Regions from separate parts of the Sus scrofa genome. Here all the other regions are linked to region 1. The links are chromatin contacts, called in public HiChIP or PLAC-seq maps. All regions are on one chromosome and are shown on one strand. The core of a region is the stretch at or near the end of the contact, and the rest is flanking DNA. Distances in the headings are between cores, read along the strand shown. Region 1 holds the start of PIK3IP1 (phosphoinositide-3-kinase-interacting protein 1). Region 2 holds the start of SMTN (smoothelin). Region 3 holds the start of MORC2 (MORC family CW-type zinc finger protein 2).

Evidence for each region. HiChIP or PLAC-seq counts read pairs in DNA pulled down with a chosen protein or histone mark.
Region 2: a contact with region 1 is called in an H3K27ac HiChIP or PLAC-seq map of alveolar macrophages. The contact joins the promoter of SMTN here to the promoter of PIK3IP1 in region 1. A contact is called at or near these places in 1 of 47 Hi-C or Micro-C datasets (heart right ventricle) and 1 of 2 datasets of contacts at active chromatin or transcription factors (alveolar macrophages).
Region 3: a contact with region 1 is called in an H3K27ac HiChIP or PLAC-seq map of alveolar macrophages. The contact joins the promoter of MORC2 here to the promoter of PIK3IP1 in region 1. A contact is called at or near these places in 3 of 47 Hi-C or Micro-C datasets (heart right ventricle, liver and skeletal muscle) and 1 of 2 datasets of contacts at active chromatin or transcription factors (alveolar macrophages).

What each region holds. Positions count from the first base shown.
Region 1 is chr14:48,050,308-48,053,280 of Sscrofa11.1, forward strand. It overlaps PIK3IP1 (phosphoinositide-3-kinase-interacting protein 1), which reads right to left and starts at 1,353. Exons shown (of 6, transcript XM_001926534.4): 1 at 893-1,353. The coding sequence starts at 962.
Region 2 is chr14:47,877,885-47,880,776 of Sscrofa11.1, forward strand. SMTN (smoothelin) reads left to right here and starts at 1,433. Exons shown (of 23, transcript NM_001244360.1): 1 at 1,433-1,570.
Region 3 is chr14:47,798,805-47,801,749 of Sscrofa11.1, forward strand. It overlaps MORC2 (MORC family CW-type zinc finger protein 2), which reads right to left and starts at 1,628. Exons shown (of 26, transcript XM_005670853.3): 1 at 1-1,628. It also overlaps LOC100525309.

The DNA of each region.
Region 1 (2,973 bases), core at 103-2,602:
CAGGGGAGCGCGGGCCCACCCTGCCTGGGAAATCCTGCCCTCAGGTGGAAAACCCCGCCTGCCTCGCAGAGGATCTGTGAGGCCGGAAAGAGAAGGGAGAGGGCAAGAAGAGCCCCCAGCCGGCGCCCTGCCCCCAGCGCTCAGTGTTAGTTTTTTTCTTTCTTAATTTCTTTCCTTTAAAAAAAAAAAAAAACTGTAAGACTGAAAACACTGCACAGGTGCACAGGGTTGTTGCTCTGGAACTTGTGGCCACTTTGGAGGAGGGTGCGGGGGAGCCCTGGGTTCAGGTCCCTCTGTGGAGACGGTCGGTGGGCGACCAGATCCGAAATTCATCCCTGTGTTGTCACTCTATGTTACATAAACTCTGGTGTTCCCTTCTCTGCGGATATGGCCACACTGCCACAGGCCAACACTCCTTCCCAAGAGAATTCTACAAAAGCTTTGATTCAGTAACGCAAGAGAGAGCCTCAAACGGAGGGAACCTGCCTTTTCGCTGCCTGGATGTGACTCCAAACTCCCACCCTCAGCGGGAGAGCCGAGGAAGGGGCCGGGGAAGGAGAACCTGTGCTCTGGTGACACTGCAAAGCCCCAGAAAAGAACAGGATTTAGGAGTAAGGGGGGATGAACGCTCAAGTTCCATCCAGTCATGAGCCACAGGCAAGGAAAAGCAAAGTAGCTACTTGCCTTTGTTCTTAATGGCAAAGATGGAGCTGCAAGCTCCTGGCAGGGAAAGGAGAAAGGGAAAAAAACAAAACAAAAAAAGCTTTCATGGGACAACCGGAACCTGCTAAAATCTCCCTTTCCTGTCATCATCCTTCCTGCTTGGGAAATAGAGAGCTTTACCCTTTCCGCTTCGTTAAGTTGCTGCAGAAGGAAAAGATTGTAATCTTACCTCCAGATCCATAGGCTTCTGCCAGGAGCATGTTGCTGACAAGGATTGTTTGCACGCAGGCCAACAGCATCCTCACTTCCTTCGTCCTGCAGGTGATTGACCAACCAGGGTCCAGCTAGGGTCCCCTTGGTGGCGGCTCTTCCTCTGGTTCCCAGCCTTGCAGTCAGACCTGCCCTTGTTATGCTCTTCTGGTAAACAGCTTCTCTTTAGAACTGGGAGCTTCCCAGCTAGCTTGCTGCTGCGAGAGGTATTTTTTTTTTTTTTTTTTTTTTTTCTTTCTGGCTGAAAGGCGCCCCCTGGGTCCTAAGCTTCCTATACCAGGCTCATCACTCTACCCTGAGTCAAGAGAGGAACTCAGCCAAGTGAAGAGGCAAAGAAGTTCAGGTTGCTTAGTGGTTCAGCTTGAGACCTGCAGCGGCTGCATCCCCAGGGCCTTTCCTCTCTTCTGTTTCCGTTTGTGTGAGTATAGAAAGAATAGTTTTGTCAAGACACTTCACTGGGGGGCAGGAGGTTTGGAATTACAGTAACCACTTAGGGAGAACATGTCAGCTACACAACCAGGAGGAACTCAAGACTACGGAGAGGGGCACAAATAAGGGCATCCAGGTGGAAGTAGCTCTTTATACCTACCCTTGAGAAAGAAAAAGGGCTTTTGAGATTTATACATATTCATAAACATTGATTTTTTTTTTAAACAGCCAGGGTCAGATCAGTCATATTCCTTTGCTTATATTTGGGGTGTCATATATAGTACGAATATGAGGGGGGTCTCTTTAGTTGAAAATACATATGCCAATGCTGGGATATCTGCTTAGCTATATTTAAGAGTGCCTTTTCAGGCCTGAATTCATATAGAGGAATTAAGTAAAATACTTGCTTTTCCCACCCCACCCTGTGGGAAATCCATTTGCAGCAATTTATATCCATCATTAACAACCCCCCTCCCCATCCGTATGCCTGAGCCCTTTTGGAGTTAGGCAGAACAGCCCTTTTCCTGTTTGGCTGACAGTTCCAGTTCCCAGGCAGCCTCAGTAAACTGAGAGATGGAGCAGAGTGATTCGCCAAGACTACCTTGTGACTCAGGCAAATCTCAAAATAGAAATGGGAGACTGTTTCCATCTGAGGGCTTGCATCTTGCGGGTAGTAATTTAGGGAGGAGGAAAAAAGACTTCATTATTTCAAAAGTTTCAAAAGTTTTATCAGGGAAGAAGGTTAATGCCAAGACAACTAATCTGAAGTGAATTTGCATTCACTACAGTCAGATTTCAGACATGGAAATGATGGACAGAGATGCATTTAGTTTACTCTTTGAAGAAGTTTGCTGACAATATTTGATTCCTTCTATCTACTACATAAGACATGTTGCTTTGTTTTTGCACTTACTTTCCTGTCTCTCTACACAAGCTTTCAATCCTCTGACACCTGACTTTGTCCTCCACTGGGAATTACACCACCAAGTCTGTGAATTTACACACACACACACACACACACACACACACAAGCCAATGTTTTAGAATTTAATAATTCTAACATAATATTCAGGAGTCTTTTTAAAAAAACAATTCTTATTTATTTTACAAAAATTTTAAGAATGTACTATAGGTGTTCCCATTGTGGCTCAGTGGTAACGAACCTGACTAGTATCCATGAGGATGTGGGTTCAATCCCTGGCTCCACTCAGTGGGTTAAGGATCCAGCATTGCCATGAGCTGTGGTGTAGGTGGCAAATGCAGCTGGATCCCAAGTTGCTGTGGCTGATTTGACCACTAGCCTGGGAACTTCCATATGCCGAGGGTGCAGCCCTAAAAAGACAAAAAAAAAAAAAAAAAAAAAAAAAAAAGAACGTACTACAACTGCATGCTAGACACATAGTCTGGATACTGAGAATATATCTGTGAACAAAATATTTGAAATCTCTGCCTTCCAAGAGCTTGTATTCTAGTTGGGAAAGACAGATGTCAAATATATAAAATGTCAGGTGATCTTAACCGTTAACAGAAAAAAGGGAAAAGGCTGAAGGGGAAGGGTTCTTTGCACAGTTTTCCTTGCAGGTCCTAAATATTCTTATACCACTACAAAAG
Region 2 (2,892 bases), core at 183-2,682, 170 kb before region 1:
TTTGAACAGGACCAAGCTGGCTTTGGAAGGCACTGACTCTCCTTCTGGAGAATAGGATGGTATCTAGGTCAAGTAGAGAGGGCCCAGATGGGGTCTGCCCAGAGGAAGGGGACCTTGAACTACAGCTCCTAAATTGGGCTCTGTTTGCTCTTCCTCCTGTGTGACCTTAAGAAGTCTCTTCCCTTGCTTCACCATGGTTTTCTCATGTGTAAAACAGGACTACCTCCAGGACGCAGGGATGAAATAAGATATCACCCTTAAAAGAGTCTCAGGGTGGATACTGGCCCTCCCCCTGGATGGTGGTGAGGTGAGGTGGTGAGTGATCACAGAGAATCTGGACACAGGGTTGAGGGGCTCTGCTGGGGCAACATCCTGAAACGACTTCCTCCACAATCCCACATCATAAAGGTTAAAAGCACAGATTCTAAAATGAAAGGTGCTGGTATAAGTCACAGTTCCACAACCTATTAGTTGTTGTCCTTAACTGTTAAACGGGACAGTTGATAATCCATATATGTGTGTGTACACACCTGGAACATGGCAAGTATGAAATAAATTAGTTGATACTATTACTGTTATTATTTGATAGACAGGACTCCCAGGTTCCAACTCCCTTTGGTTTCCATGGACACCTGTGGGACGTGCCCTGACCTCTAGCACGGAGAATGAAGTGGTTTCCCCAGTGGATCTGAGCTCTTGGGTCCCCTGGCTGACTGCTTGTGCTGTCTTTGGCATGCTGCTCTCTCGGCCTCAATTTCCTCCATTTGTTGAATGAGATTCTGGACTCAATATTACCTATGTAAAACTCCAGCGAGGCAAGGGGCCAACCCCAAGGGTCTTGGAGGGGAGAAGCAGCAATGTAGTTGAGGTCAATGTCTGCTCATATTGTATGGTCTGGGGAAGGGGTGTTGTGTGGTTGATCCTGCTCCACTTGAGGTGGTCCCTGAGGTGCTCCAAAGAAGGGTCAAGTCCCTGATCTGAGAGGGTCCCGACCAGGTGTTCCAAAAGAAAACAGTCTAGGGACTGCGGCCAAGCCCTGCACTGACGCGAGGAGGAGGCGGAGTCAAGGGAGTGGACGGGGTCTCACGAACAAAGAGGAGGGCGGAGAGAGGCTGTCCTGAAGGCTCCGCAAATAGTACGATCCCAGACCACTTAACCCGGCTTTGGGTGCCCTCCCCGACTTTGGTTCAAAGCTGCGTCCTCCTGCCGACGCCCACCGGACCCGCCAAAACCGCGCTAGCAGTGTCCCCAAGACAGCAATCCTCTATAACTCAGGCCCTCGAGGGGCGGGCCCTCACTAGGGGCGTGACCGTCAAAATTGAATCTTTCCAATGGGGCAAGAGGGTGGGCGGGACCCTCCCGATGATTGGCTAGCGCTGCGGCGCGGGGCGGGGCCGGCAGGGCTGCTGGCGCGGCTGGACGGGCGGCGCTTGCAGAATCCCAGGGACGGTTGCTGAGCGGGTCTGGGATCCCGGTCGCGGCGCCTTCCGCCTGACCGCTCCTAGTCCATCTGTTGGATACCAAAAGACCTAACCTGAGCCCGCGCCGGACGGGCGGGCCGGGCTGAGAGGTGAGTGTACGGACCTTCGGGCAGGACCAAGACCCCCGCCAGGTCCGGGGGTGGAACCTGGATATGTGGATTCCCGGGGTTCTGGGACTCCCAGACCTGGGAGACCCCGCTTACACACGGGGTCTCTAAGCCATGGAATAAGGTTCTGAGACCGCGGGGAAGGACGTCCATGGGCCACCAGAAGGCTCCACGACCCCGAGGGGTGCAAGTCTTGGGGCCAGAAACCCTGGGGAAGCGCCCACATTCCCCCAAGTCTCCTCACAATCTTCGGGAACCCCATACTGGGACAGGGAGCCCTGGAACTGGAAAGGAACAGCGACAGGAATCCCTGGCGAGGAAGGGACTTCCTTGGGAGTCCTAGATTATGCATTAGGGACCCCTGCCCCTCAGAAGACTTAAGGGAACTCAAAGTGTCCACAGAACCTAAGCCAGGTGATTGCAGAGTGACGCTCTTGGGAGTTTACACCAGAGTAGGTAGAGAAGAGTTAAGGACCCCAGCAGAGGGAGGCTGCCACCTGTCCTAGCCCACAGGGATGGGAAAAGCAAGCAGTGACTTGAACAGGTAGGGTCTGATGAACCCCAACTGTGTGTACCAGGACCCCCCAAACCCGTTCACCGGATGAAGTGACTCGACCAGTGACTGTGACTGTTCTGGGGAGGGGGAAGAGATGACTGAGGGATGAATCAACAGGAACAGGGGCAATCCTGGGGCCATTTCAGTCACCATACATTAACTGAGCACCTACCATGTGTGTCAGGCTATGAGCTCTCAAATTCCAGAAAGACATTAGCGCTGCGGGAGGAAGGAAAGTGCTGCAGTGGGAGGGTGGGCCAGGATTTAGGGGGCCGTTTTGATAGGCAGTGGTAGGGCAAAAGGGAGTGTCCGGAGCCCCTGAAGGTACTTTGGAAGAGGACTTCAGAAGCTAGAGGTGACCAAGATTAAATCCATTCCCTCTCCTCTGGGTTTTTGGGATCCTCCTTCCCCCATGACAATTCTCTGGCCCTCTCCAGTCCTGTTTGCCTCATCCAGGAGCTGGACGGATCAGTTTCTGAAGGCTCTTCCAGCCGGGGAACTGAATCCTAAGTGTGTGAACTGGCAGGAGCTAGGTTCCTGGACACCTGGCTTCATGAGGTCAGGGCAGTTGGCATCAGGAGGAGGGCAGGAAGGGGAGGAGTGGAAGGGGATGTGCACAGAGGGCCGTCCTCAAGAATTGGAAGACTGAGTGTTACCACCAATGGCTTAAGTTACCAGAGGGAATGAGAGTGGCAAAGGCTGCAAGGGCTCAGAAAGGCTTAGCCTATAGCCAGAGGCAGAGCTTTTG
Region 3 (2,945 bases), core at 378-2,877, 250 kb before region 1:
TTTTTTTCAGTTCCTCTAAATTTCCTGTGAGGAAATTTACCAGTCCAGAAATTCACCAATCCGTAAATTCAGCAACTTATGTCATAAAATTGGACAACCACCCATGTCTTCGCCATCAATGATCCCAGGATCCTTAAAGAAGCCCCAGACTGGCGACCATGTTGTTGATGGAGTGCATATGGCGTTAGTTCCGGCTTCACCACCTCCCAAATGAAAGATTTCCAAAGCGCTGAAGACCGATTTCTGTTTTTCAAAGCCTGGACCAAACCTAGCCTGAGGTCCGTCCCACTTTCCTCAGGGTAGTGGGTCAAATTACCTCACACAGACCCATTAAGTCGCCTCAGACCTGACCCGCCCAAATCAACTCAGGCGAGTTGCGCCCCTCCCCCACTTCCCTCAGACAGCGGCCTCAGCCTCTCAGGCGCTCGGTCCCGTGTTCTCCTCCTCACATAGAGAAGATAGTCCCAGCTTTCAAGGCCCGGATTGAGGGCAGTGACGAGTACACTACCCGAGCGGGCGTTGCCCTGCGCTCACAGCTGCAGCTGCCTTTGTCCCTCCCCACGGAATTGGAACCCAACAACCGCAGCGCGCTCTTGGAACCATGTGCTGCCTCCGCCTCCGCCGCTGCCGCCACCGCCGCCGCGAGACCACAGCCCGCACTGCGCTGGATGATATGGTGACCGGACTCAACACCACAAAATTCGGCGTCTAGGTCTCCTCCGCCGCTGCTATCGCTGGCGTCTCTGCCACCTCAGCCAGCGCTTTGTCTCCGCTAGTGCACACAGCCCGGGCCGCCTCGCGCACTCCCCGACGCCCCAAGCCCCCGAGGCCTCCGCGGCGTATTCGGCCAATCACAGAGCCGCAGATCCTCCCGCCCCCGCTCTGATGCGACGCCTTCTGATTGGTAGGTAGCGTGTCTCCACGTGACCGGATCTTGTTAGCTGGGCCCTCCCCTGTCACGTGAGTGAGCGCGCCTCTCTTCCTGCTTTCTTGACCCTCTCCGCCATTTAAAGAAACAGTACCGGGGGCGGGCCGAGCGACGCAGCCGGGACGGCAGCTGCGGCGCGGACCGGAGGAGCCATCTTGTCTCGTCGCCGGGGAGTCAGGCCCCTAACTCGAAGAAGCCCTGGCGCGCCCTCCCCCCCTCCCCGGTCTGGTAGGGCGAAGGAGCGGGCGCGCGGTCGATCGAGCGATCGGTTGGCGGCTCTTTCTCCTGCTCTGGCATCCAGCTCTTGGGGCGCAGGCCCGGCCGCCACGGCGCGCGCCCGGTGGCCGTTGGCGTTCGCGCCGCGTCTTTCTTCTCGTACGCAGAACTCGGGCGGCGGCCTATGCGTTTGCTATCCGACGAGGAGTCGTCCGGGTGGTCGGCGGCGGCGGGCAGTTGCTCCGCCCCGCTCCTGGGGAGGCGGCGGCGGCGGCGGCGGCGGCGGCGGGATTTGGCACGGCCGGGGAAGCTGGGGTGGCCGGGGCCGGCCTGGAGGCCTGGCACCACCCTTCGGGGCCTGCAAGGACCCAATTGGGGGGACAGGAGGGAGCCGGGGGATGGTTGGTGGTGGGCTTTCTACTTTGTCTTTTCCTCCTTATGCCGCCTTAGTGAGGGGCGGGAGCGCTGGAGGCCGCTCCGGGGTGGAGAGACAAGCTCCGGAGTCGGAAGAGCTGGGTTTGCTTCCGGGCCTAACCACCAGCTGGCCGAGTGACCTTAGGCAAGTCACTCTGTAATTTATCTGCGCCTCAGTTTCCTCCTTCTCCATCAATGTTTGTGGGATTGAAAGCGCTTTGTAAACTGTAAAGCGTCGCTGTATGTAAGGGATGATTATTGTTCGTAATGGCTTGGTTTTTTGTTTTTTGGTTTTTTTTTTTTGGAGTTGTAAGAAAACTTAGAAATTGCCCAATCCTTGGATTTTGAACCTGGAAACCTTGGATTGGAGGTGGAGATCCCCAAACTCCTTGAAATTGTATGCAGAAATTAGGGGGAATGTGCATTTTAGAGAATGAGAAGCCATCGCCAGCAAGTTTTCATTGGGGGCTGTGACCCAGAAGAATTAAGAACCACATTTCCTTTGTCACAAGGAGGAAACTGAGGCCAGATGTCATTTGGGACCCTTCACAACCAATTCGAAGCCCCTGTTTGAATCCCTGAGATATGTGAGCTGTTCTGTGCATAGTGGATATTCGTGGTAACAACACTCCACTTCTTGGCTTCTATTTTGAGTTCTTTCACCATGGGTTGCCTAAAGGGTGACTGATGCTTAAAGGTACAGTGGCACCCAGCATAAAGCAGCTAAAACTGGGCATGGATATGTTCTCTAGTATCAAGAAGCTTATTTAATCTTTGGCCCAACAACTTTTTTTTTTCTGGTGCCTGACTACCTTTCTGACTCTTCATTGACCATTTTCTATGACCATGGTTGCCATCCGTTACTTTCCCCTATTTTATATTCCTAGTCTGTGTGGTTGGTAGTGAGCAGGCTTATTTTTAAATGGTGCTGCCAAGTCCAACTAATTAATGGTGCAGGTGGATTTTTAGCAAGCTGGCTCACTAGAACAGACTGAACCAGGCATGGAATTCTTGAAAATGTTTGGGGGGTTGAGTCTTTATTAATTGAAGGTTAACGTTTTCTGAGAAGTTTTGTTAGAATTTTCTGCTGAACCTCAAAATCAGATTGAAAGTGTTTCAACCTTAAATTTTTTCTGGTCTGCTTTGTATTCTATTTGCTTGCAAGTGTGTTACTAAGATGGCCAAAATGCCAGTTTTTGCTTCTTTGTTAATTGTCAGCTGCTTTTATCAAATATCAGGCAGTTATCCAGCAAACACTATAGAAATGTTTGAACAGTTGGCTTTCAAACATTTTCATTTTGTGGAGTGGTGCTTACCATTGGTACAGCTCTAAGCAAGCAAACGCAAACACTTTTAAGTGTATTTTGTCTGTTAGGTGTTAGCCGGT